Linked DNA regions of Mus musculus: region 2 is linked to region 1. The links are chromatin contacts, called in public Hi-C maps. All regions are on one chromosome and are shown on one strand. Each heading gives the region's core, a stretch centred on a gene start, on an enhancer-like site or on the middle of the called end of the contact. The rest is flanking DNA. Distances are from core to core; before and after follow the strand shown.

Region 1 (4,174 bases), core at 1,546-4,045:
TTGCCACATTCCTGGGGACACAGGAAACAATTGACAAGCTAGCCTTCTGTTGTCTTAGCACTGGGAAGAGAGCAATACGAGAGACAAGTCTTGGAATGGGCTGGCTATGGTGGCTCATATCTTTGATCCTAACACTTGGGAGGCAGAGGCAGGCAGACCTCTGTGAGCTCTGGGCATATTGAGAGTGTCTTATTTTGAGAGGGAGGGAGGGAGGGAGGGAGAAAGGGAGAGAGAGGGAGAGAGAATGAATGAGTGTGCTATGGACTGAAGTCAGAATACAGGTACAGGTATCAACCTTGAAATCTACACTTAACCAGATGTGCTTTCCCAACACATCACACATCTATACAAAGCTGTGTATGCCTGACCATAACCAGGTGAGTGCTGTGACCAGGCCTTGCTGATGCTTGGACAGTCTCAATTCTTCCCCTTAAACTACAACCAAGGCCCTGGGAGTATCCCCTTTAGATGGTGCAGCTGAGGCTCAGAGAGGCCAAGCAACCTTCCTAAAGGTCACAGAGCAAACAGTGAGGAGCCAGGCCAAGCCTAACACAACTCTGGACTCCTGGGCAGGCACGAGGGGAAGAGGCTTCTTTTTGGAGACAGGGTCCCTCTCCATAGCCCTAGCTGTCCAGGAACTCACTATGTGGACCAGACACGGGGGCACCCGACTACCTACTCTGCAGGGGAGCTGCCTCCAGAAAAACCTAGTGATGTCCTTAAGATCAGCCATCGAAGGGAGAGGGAGAAGTTGGGGGCACACCATAGGCAATCCTCCTTGTCTCTAGGAAACTATAGATGTTCAGTTGCCTGCCCATGGGGGCCCTGGCAGAGCTGAGCTTCACTGGCATACAGGGCTAACCTCAGAAGTTCAGAAAGGCCTGGGCTGACAGGCAAGGGACAAGCTTAAATAAAGCCAAGGTCCTAAGTTAAGTATCTGGGGCTACAGAGGACACAGAACCATAGACAACCATGCCAGAAAGCCAGGGCCACTGGCCTACTGCCAGGGCAAAAAAAGGAGAGCAAAGGTGTCTCTCCACAGAGGAAGTAAGTTGACTGTCTAAAGTTCCTTTCCTACCTACACTCTGGGGTCACTCACATCCATCCGCATGGGTCCAAGCCCTATGCTCTCATTAGGACAACCTTGCTTCATCTTCAGGTGGCAAGGCAGTCCTGGTGAGGCTCTAAGGGAGCCCTCACTAGGTATGCCACATCAATCATTACCTCAGGGCTTTCGTTTATCACTTACAGGGTTGAAGTTCTTAGGGTCAGCCTTCTATGGTCAAAGGGCTTTCACAGGGCCTAAACTGCAAAGCCAAGAGACAGAAAAGCTGCCCAAAGAGTTTCATGCTAGCTAAAGGGCTCAAAGTCACCCAGTCCTACCTGCTGCTGCCCATAGTCCCACGGGTCCCCGCGCTAAGAGTCGCTTGTGCCTGGCAGTTTGCTCAAGCTTCGCTGGGCCCTATCAAGAGGCCCAGATCCCCTCACTGGAGTCCTGGTTGTCAAATATGAACTGAGGTCTCTAACACTGGGGGCCTGGTGAGGGCGGGCAGTCCTGAGTCTTACTTGGGTGTAGCGGAGTGTACCAACACCCTGGCTGCTTCCCGGGGTGCCACATGGCGACAGGTGACCACCAGGCGAGGCGCCACGACCACTCCGGAGCCCCACACGGTACCACACTCCACCAGCACCGCCGCGGCCGCCCACGGGGGTCCGAGATCGCGCAGAGGCAGGCCCCGTGGCGTGCTCACATCGGGTGGCGGCAGCAGCACAGACAGGGAAGCGGAGCCGGGGTGCAGACGGGCGAGCGCCCAGCGGGCAACCTGAAGCAGCGGGGCGGCGGCGCACAGCAGCGTGAGGCCCACCCACTCGCGGGCCTTCCAGCAGAGCGGCGCGGCCACCAGAGCCACCAGCGCACCCGCAGGTCGAGCGGCGAACACTCCGCCGCCTTCCGTGCCCGGCAGGCAGCGCGCGTCGGTGAGCAGCAGCGGCCCGGCCGCGTTGCTGAGCACGCCGCGGCTCAGCGTGTTGAGGAAGATGTCCGGGCAGAAGGCACCGAACGGAGAGCCACAAGCCAACAGCGGTGCGCCCTTGACCACGGCCCCGAGCGGTGCCACGGTCACCACCGGTCCGCGCCTCTCCTCCGCCGCCGCGCCCCGCTGCACCCGCAGCAGGGCGAACCAGCCGAGCGCGCGCAGCTGGTCCTCCTCTTCCTCCTCCGAAACCGCATCGTCGGGCGCCGAGCTTACGAAGTGCCATTGATCGACCGCATCGGCCCCGAAGAGCCGAGCGAAATGCGAGCGGAAGGCCGGGCAGCTGAGCAGCAACAGCAGCTGCGCTGGTCGCGGGGGCTGCAGAGGCCGCGCGCGGGCCCGGCTCGGGGCGCCGGGTTCGAGGCCCAGGCTTGCGCACTGAGGCGTGCACAGCCCCGGGAGTTCCTGATCCGCGCGACCGGCAGGGCTGGCAGCCGTGGGTCCCCACTGCACGTGGAGACGTAGGTCATCGCTGCAACTGTCGCCCGGCAGGAAGGCGGTGCCCGTCTGGGTCAGCGCCGCGCTGCCCGTCCGCAGGAAGGGGGTAAAGATGCCTCCGTGGCACAGCACTAGGCCTGGGTTACGGCTCAGAATCACCCCGCTGCAGCTCCACGAGCCCGCGTCAGGCTGTCCGGCCCGCGAGGCGCTCACCACGCAGCCCGCCTGCTCCGCCACTCTCATAGAGGGTCCCCATTGCCGCCCCATGGCTTCCCCAAGACGTCGCACAACGGCTGTCACCACAGGGCGACTGGCGCAAACTCTGACTCAGGCCTCCTTGCCGAGCCCGATTGGCTAAACCTCAAGCGACCGCTCTTATTGGTTGGGCACAGCGCCGAGTCCTGATTGGCTATTGATGCTACTCCTCGTTTGCTAATCCTCCTTTCCCCGCCCTCTTAATTTAGCCAGCCTAGGAATCCTTGGGTTTGGGGTGGCGGGGTGGAGGGGCGGGGGAAGAGGTGAAAAGAAACCTCCTGAGACACAGACGTGAAGCGTCACAGGGAAACCGACAAGGGCGACACTCCCCAGTCGAATCTCGTACTTGACCGGCATCTAACTGTACCCTACAGCCACTGCACGGATGTAAGCAACCTCCGTCTCTTGACAGTGGAACAATATGGGCCAAGGGAACCCTTGGTTGATTCAGTACGTACATTCATACATACATGTGTTTATTCTGGATTTTCGAGATAGGGTTTCTCTGCTTGGTGCAGGAACTCGAGCTGCAGACTAGGATGGCCTCGAACTCGGGATCTACCAGTTTCTACCTCCCAAGCCACCAAACCCCGATCTACTTAAAAAATTTTGTAAATCCTACAACAATCCACTAGGGGGCATGCGACTCACAAAATTGCTCCTAGGACAGTTACTAAAATTCCTAAATACATAAATTGTTTTGAAAGTGGCACAGGGTGCCACTTTTTGGCCCACACTGGCATCGAACTTCGGCAGTTCTTCTGCCTACATCCTCCCTAGAGTCCAGGGATTACAGTTTTACTTTACCCATGGGTTATTTAACCATGTATTATACAACCTTTCACACGACATGTCTAACCACCACTCCGGATTTATGTTAGGTCAGGGCAAATACTTTGAAAGTACAGACTGAACTAGTTCAGGTTTTGTGGGCTATAAAATCATCACTTCCAAATATTCAGCATATAACCCAGTCTCGTAATTCGAATTTCATAACAGCTCATCTCCTCCACCATTTACAAGTGTAAAAATCAAGACTGGAGAGGAGGGCTCAGCACTTAAGAGCTCTAAGCACTTACAGCTCTAAGCATGGACCTTAGTTTGGTTCCCAGCACCCACATGGTACCTTACAGTTGCTTGTAATTATAATTCCAGGATATTCAATACTCTCGTCTGGCATCTGCTGTCCCCTGAACTCATGACTCAGGCAGGCAAACACGTACACATAAAATATAGTATTAAAAAGTTCCTCACTTTCCAAGGACAGGTGGGCATGAACAGGTATGTTTGGAGAGACTTCATGAATCTCTCTAAAGTATATTAATGGTTTTTGGTTTGGTTTGGCTTGGTTTTTCGAGACAGGGTTTCTCTGTGTAGCCCTGGCAGTCCTGGAAATCACTCTAGACCAGGCTGGCTCAGAAATCGGCCTGCCTCTGCCTCTAGAGTGC
Region 2 (4,336 bases), core at 187-2,686, 41 kb before region 1:
ACCAAAGGCCAAGGCCAAAGCAAGCTGGAAGAGGCAGGGGAGGGTGAACCATGCCGAAATCTACTGGAGTGGACTCCCAGTCTCTTCTGCTATAGACATTGAACTTAGGCCATGCACAAGTGGCTACTCCCTACTTGGATAGAGAAGTCCTTCAAATACTTCATACACCTTAGCAATCTATAGCGGACATGGTGACCCAGGAGGGCCCAAGTGACAGGAGCTGGCCAGGAAATGAGCAGCACAGCTCCCCACCCACTAACAGCAGCCTGTTAGTAACCTGGAAACCACTAGGTACCATCCAGAGATGCCCATCTGGTCTTTGGCGATCAAGCAGCCAGTACCCTCCCCAAATCACAGGTCTCCATCCCTGGATTCCTGCACCCAGCCAGGCTCAGCCTCTCTAGACATAAACTTCACCCTGTTGGGGTAGTATTTGAGTGACTGTCCTCAGAAGCAAGCAACCACCAGCCCAGAGGGGGGTGGAGGTGTTCAGCTGTTCCCCCTTTTAAAAGGGTTGTCCCAGCTGGCCTTGCTGACTGATTTTATCTGATTGTGGAGTGGTGTCAAGGACCAGGAGACTCTCATCTGTGTATCCAGTGGCGCCCTACCACCTGTTATACACCACTCTGCTTTAATGACACTCACTGGTTCCTTGGAGTAAAGTCTGACAGAACCCTGCCTCAGTTTGTCAGTGAGACCTTAGGAGAAGGGGCAGATGTGGCTTATATCTCCCCCACCTTCCCAAAGAGATTTCAGCAACGGATGGGTGAGCTAGAGGGGAATTTTGTCTGACTCTTCGTACATGCACCTATGACACACAGGCAAGCCGGATATGGAGATAAAGGCTCATGAAGGTTAAAGATGGGCCCAAGGTACCAGAAAAGACTGAGACAGGAGCATTACCTGAACTCAGGAGTTCTAGGCCAATCTGAATAATGTAGGTAGACATGGTGGGGGGCAGAGAGAGATTCTGCACTCATGCTGTGTGAGTGTTGTTAGGAGGGAAGGAGAGAGAGAGGAAGGGGGGGTGCTAATCATAGAGTAACAAAAGGCCTCAGTTAATAACGTACTTGCTGTAAGATATACAGGCTCCCCCACCCCAGCACCCCTCCTTGGTCTCGTGCTGTGGGCTCTCTTTACTATACTACAGATGAGGAGCCAACTAGAGGAGCCCAGCTCTGCCCAACAAGAGCTCTGAACAGTTCTCCCAAAGCCTGATGCTTTCATGTGCACACACAGACAGAAGCCTGCAGTAGGGGAGCTCCCTCTGCCTCCCCAACACCCTTTAGCTAGCACAGCTGCAGGCAGACCTTCCAAACCCGGAACGAATCTTCTAGGCTAATTGTTCTTTTTTTAATGCCTCCCCCCACCCTTTACTCTCTGTCTCTCATTTCTGGCTTTACTCAAAATGTATTTCCAGCCAGCACATGACTGACACCACGATCCAGACAAAGAGCTCCGCCCTTGGCACCTGTCAGAAGGGTGTCCTTTGTCAAGCAGTCTGTCACCCCTCCGAGCGGTACCTCGACTCCCACGCAGCCTCCCTGTCACGGTGGAGACTGCCGCATGGTTTTCCAGCTTGTGGAGATGAGAAGGTCCCTGCTCTTGGCCAGCCGCACCATGAGGCGGCCTACGTAGAAGCCACTGATCTGACCCACGCCATCATTTCTGCCCATGGACAGGAGGAATGTCAGCGCACCTGGGAGGCAGACACACACAGCAAGACGATGCTTGAGTGCTTGAGGGATGCAGGCCTGATGTTTGAGACTCCAGCAGGCAGCCATGCATAATACCTTTTAGGAAAGCAAGTCGTGTGTGTGTGTGTGTGTGTGTGTGTGTGTGTGTGTGTGTGTGTACACCAACCATGCATACCCTTTAAGAAAGCAAATCAGATGTTTGGTGTGTGTGCTTGTGTGGTGCAGATCAGGAGACAACCTGGGCTATCATTCTTCAGGTGACATTCACATTTTTTTTTAAAGCTGGATTTTTTTTTGTTTCCTGACCACAAGGCCCAGTTTTTTGTCTTTTTCTTAACACGTGTTCTAGGCATCAAACTAGGCCCCTGCTTTTTAAGTACTTTACTGACTGAGCCATCTCCCCCAGCCTCTTTTGTTAGCAATACTGTCAGTGAAACCCGGGGCTTCAGTGTGCCAGGCAAGAATTCTACCAGGGAGCTACAGCCAAAAGCATGTTTGGTTTTAAAGAGGCTTTGTGCGGAGACCTGCAGTCTGGTGGTAATTCATGTTATAGCACTGGGCCACTTCGTTCTGACCCTCCCTTGGGGCAGTCGGGACCTTAATATGGCCTCATCTCTCTTTTTTTTATTTTTTTAAAAGATTTGTTATATTTATGTGAGTACACTATAGCTGTTCTTAGAAGAAGGCATCAGATCCCATTATAGATGGCTGTGAGCCACCATGTGGTTCCTGGGAATTGAACTCAGGACATTTGGAAGAGTGCTCTTAACTGCTGAGATATCCCTCCAGCCCAGGCCTCATCTCTTAAAGTTGGGTAGTTAAGCTAGTGGACTGATGCATGTTTAAGCATCTACTAGGAGAGTAAGGCCCCAAAGCCTTTCGCATGTCTAATCCCAAACCAACAAACATAAACAGGCTTTCCTCACCTGGCTTGTAAGCTTTGAGTGGCCTCTGCTTCATGGAGTTGACGATGTTGGCCACGGCAACATTGGCATGCAGGCCAGCGTGGTAGGCCATCTTGGGCTCCTTGGTATCGGCACAGTCACCAATGGCATAAATATTGCTGTAACCTTCCACCTGGAGGAACTCGTTCACTTTCAGAGCACCATTGCTAGCCAGCCTACTCTCTGCTGGGCAAGATGACACCACGTTAAGTCGCCTCCGGAATTGCATGAGTACAGGGTGTGGGTTCAGTCACTTTGGAGGTATGTGCTAAGAAATGGCACCCCCACCTGCCGTCATCCAGCCTGAAGTCCCCACCCAAGACCCTGCCTGCCGAAGCAAGCCTAACCCACAAGAACAGAGGCAGATCACTGGAAAGCCAGGGAGCTCACTACAAGTCCCCCGGCTTCCCAAGTCTCTAACTGTCTTTGGAACATCCATGGGAATTTCAGAATACACACAGGCCTTTTCTAAACGACAAACAGCTTCCCTTATAGGGGTTGAAAAGAACTTATCTTTGGAAATACATTAGGATAATGAGACATTAAACCCTGGGATTTCTGCCCACTACCCCTGTGGACTGGCTTCCTTCTGGATTGAAAACTAACTTCCTGTTGGATCTGGCTGAGACTGGTCAGGGAAGGATGCTCGACAGTGGAAAAATGACAGGTACCTGGAGATGCAGAGTAACCATGGAGCTTGGCCCCTGAGTCTTACTCTCCTATGTAGATGCTTAAACATGCATCGGTCCACTGTCTAACTACTGAACTTTGAGAGATGAGGCCATATTAAGGTTCCGACTCCCCCAAAGGGAGGTTCAGAATGAAGTGGCCCGATGCTTGGATCTGGATTTGGAGAGAGCAGCGTACCTGTGGATGGAGAAAAGCCTGACCTGGGACTTCCTGGGCTTCCTCAATGAAAGCATCAAGAAAAGAGGCCATTCTCACCTCTCTGAAGCCTGTTCCTATCTCTCGCCACTAGGGGGAAGCACTCACCTGGAAGGGGAGGATTCTGGCCTCCAAGGGGGGTGTGGGTGAGAGAAGGGGGGAGGAACAGCTGGGCTTGGCTCACCTGAATTTAAAGTTCAAGGTCTAATGAACTTCTGGGATAAAAGGAGGAGACACGGAGTGCTGGTTCAGGTGGCAAGGACTATGGTGTGTCTGCAAATGCCAGGGCAGCTTAGGGAGCAACAACCTCTGGGCCACTCACTCACCAAATGCACTGCGGTAGGCAGAGCTGTTGATCTTGATCCCATTGCACACAATCACCATGTTGGTGGCCACCTCCGTGCCCTTGTCTGTCTCCACCTTGATGTACTCCCGATACTCATTGCGAGGCAGTTCCTCCAGGTTGCTCACCCGCTCACCTGTGGGAGGGTTCCGTGACAGGAAGCTGACAGAGGACAGCACACCCCGTGGTGGACCAAGGGAAAAGTCGTCCCTCATGACTCCCTCCGTCCACTCTCCTGAGCAGCAGGATCTGGACGTCTGTCCCCAAGGGGTCCATCTGGAGGGAAGTTCCAGGAAGCTGCGAGGGGGAAGCCAAGCCAAGCTTCCCGAGTTCTAGGAAACAGGACTCAGTGGAAGGCCCCTTCCTTCTCGGAATGGCAGCTCGCACATCCTAAGCAGAAGGCCTCTCCGTACAGCATCCACCAGAAAGCAGAGAAAGGACTCCGTTGGCAGGAGGCTTGTAGAGCA

What was found. A called contact is a pair of places that touch in the nucleus more often than the background predicts.
Region 2: a Hi-C map of cerebral cortex shows a contact between it and region 1, with 2.0 times the contacts expected there. The contact joins the enhancer-like site here to the promoter of Tysnd1 in region 1. A contact is called at or near these places in 9 of 39 promoter capture datasets (the 3T3-L1 cell line, 3T3-L1-derived adipocytes, hippocampal neurons and 4 more), 35 of 484 Hi-C or Micro-C datasets (the C2C12 cell line, the HPC-7 cell line, the N1E-115 cell line and 18 more), 9 of 115 datasets of contacts at active chromatin or transcription factors (bone marrow-derived macrophages, embryonic stem cells, fibro-adipogenic progenitors and 2 more) and 4 of 9 other capture datasets (adipose tissue, embryonic stem cells, liver and 1 more).

The regions. Positions count from the first base shown.
Region 1 is chr10:61,694,135-61,698,308 of GRCm38.p6, reverse strand. Tysnd1 (trypsin domain containing 1) reads right to left here and starts at 2,795. Exons shown (of 4, transcript NM_027912.1): 1 at 1,567-2,795; 2 at 1-11. The coding sequence starts at 2,738.
Region 2 is chr10:61,733,946-61,738,281 of GRCm38.p6, reverse strand. Aifm2 (apoptosis-inducing factor, mitochondrion-associated 2) reads right to left here. Exons shown (of 10, transcript NM_001284300.1): 7 at 3,853-4,005; 8 at 2,624-2,824; 9 at 1,524-1,699. The coding sequence ends at 1,548. Among named protein-coding and RNA genes, the nearest start is that of Aifm2, 21 kb to the right of the region's middle. Within about 2 kb of position 1,436, at least 20 of the 459 cell types and tissues checked have an H3K27ac peak or open chromatin away from gene starts, as enhancers often do. A contact at or near this core is called in cerebral cortex and hippocampal neurons, where this site is marked.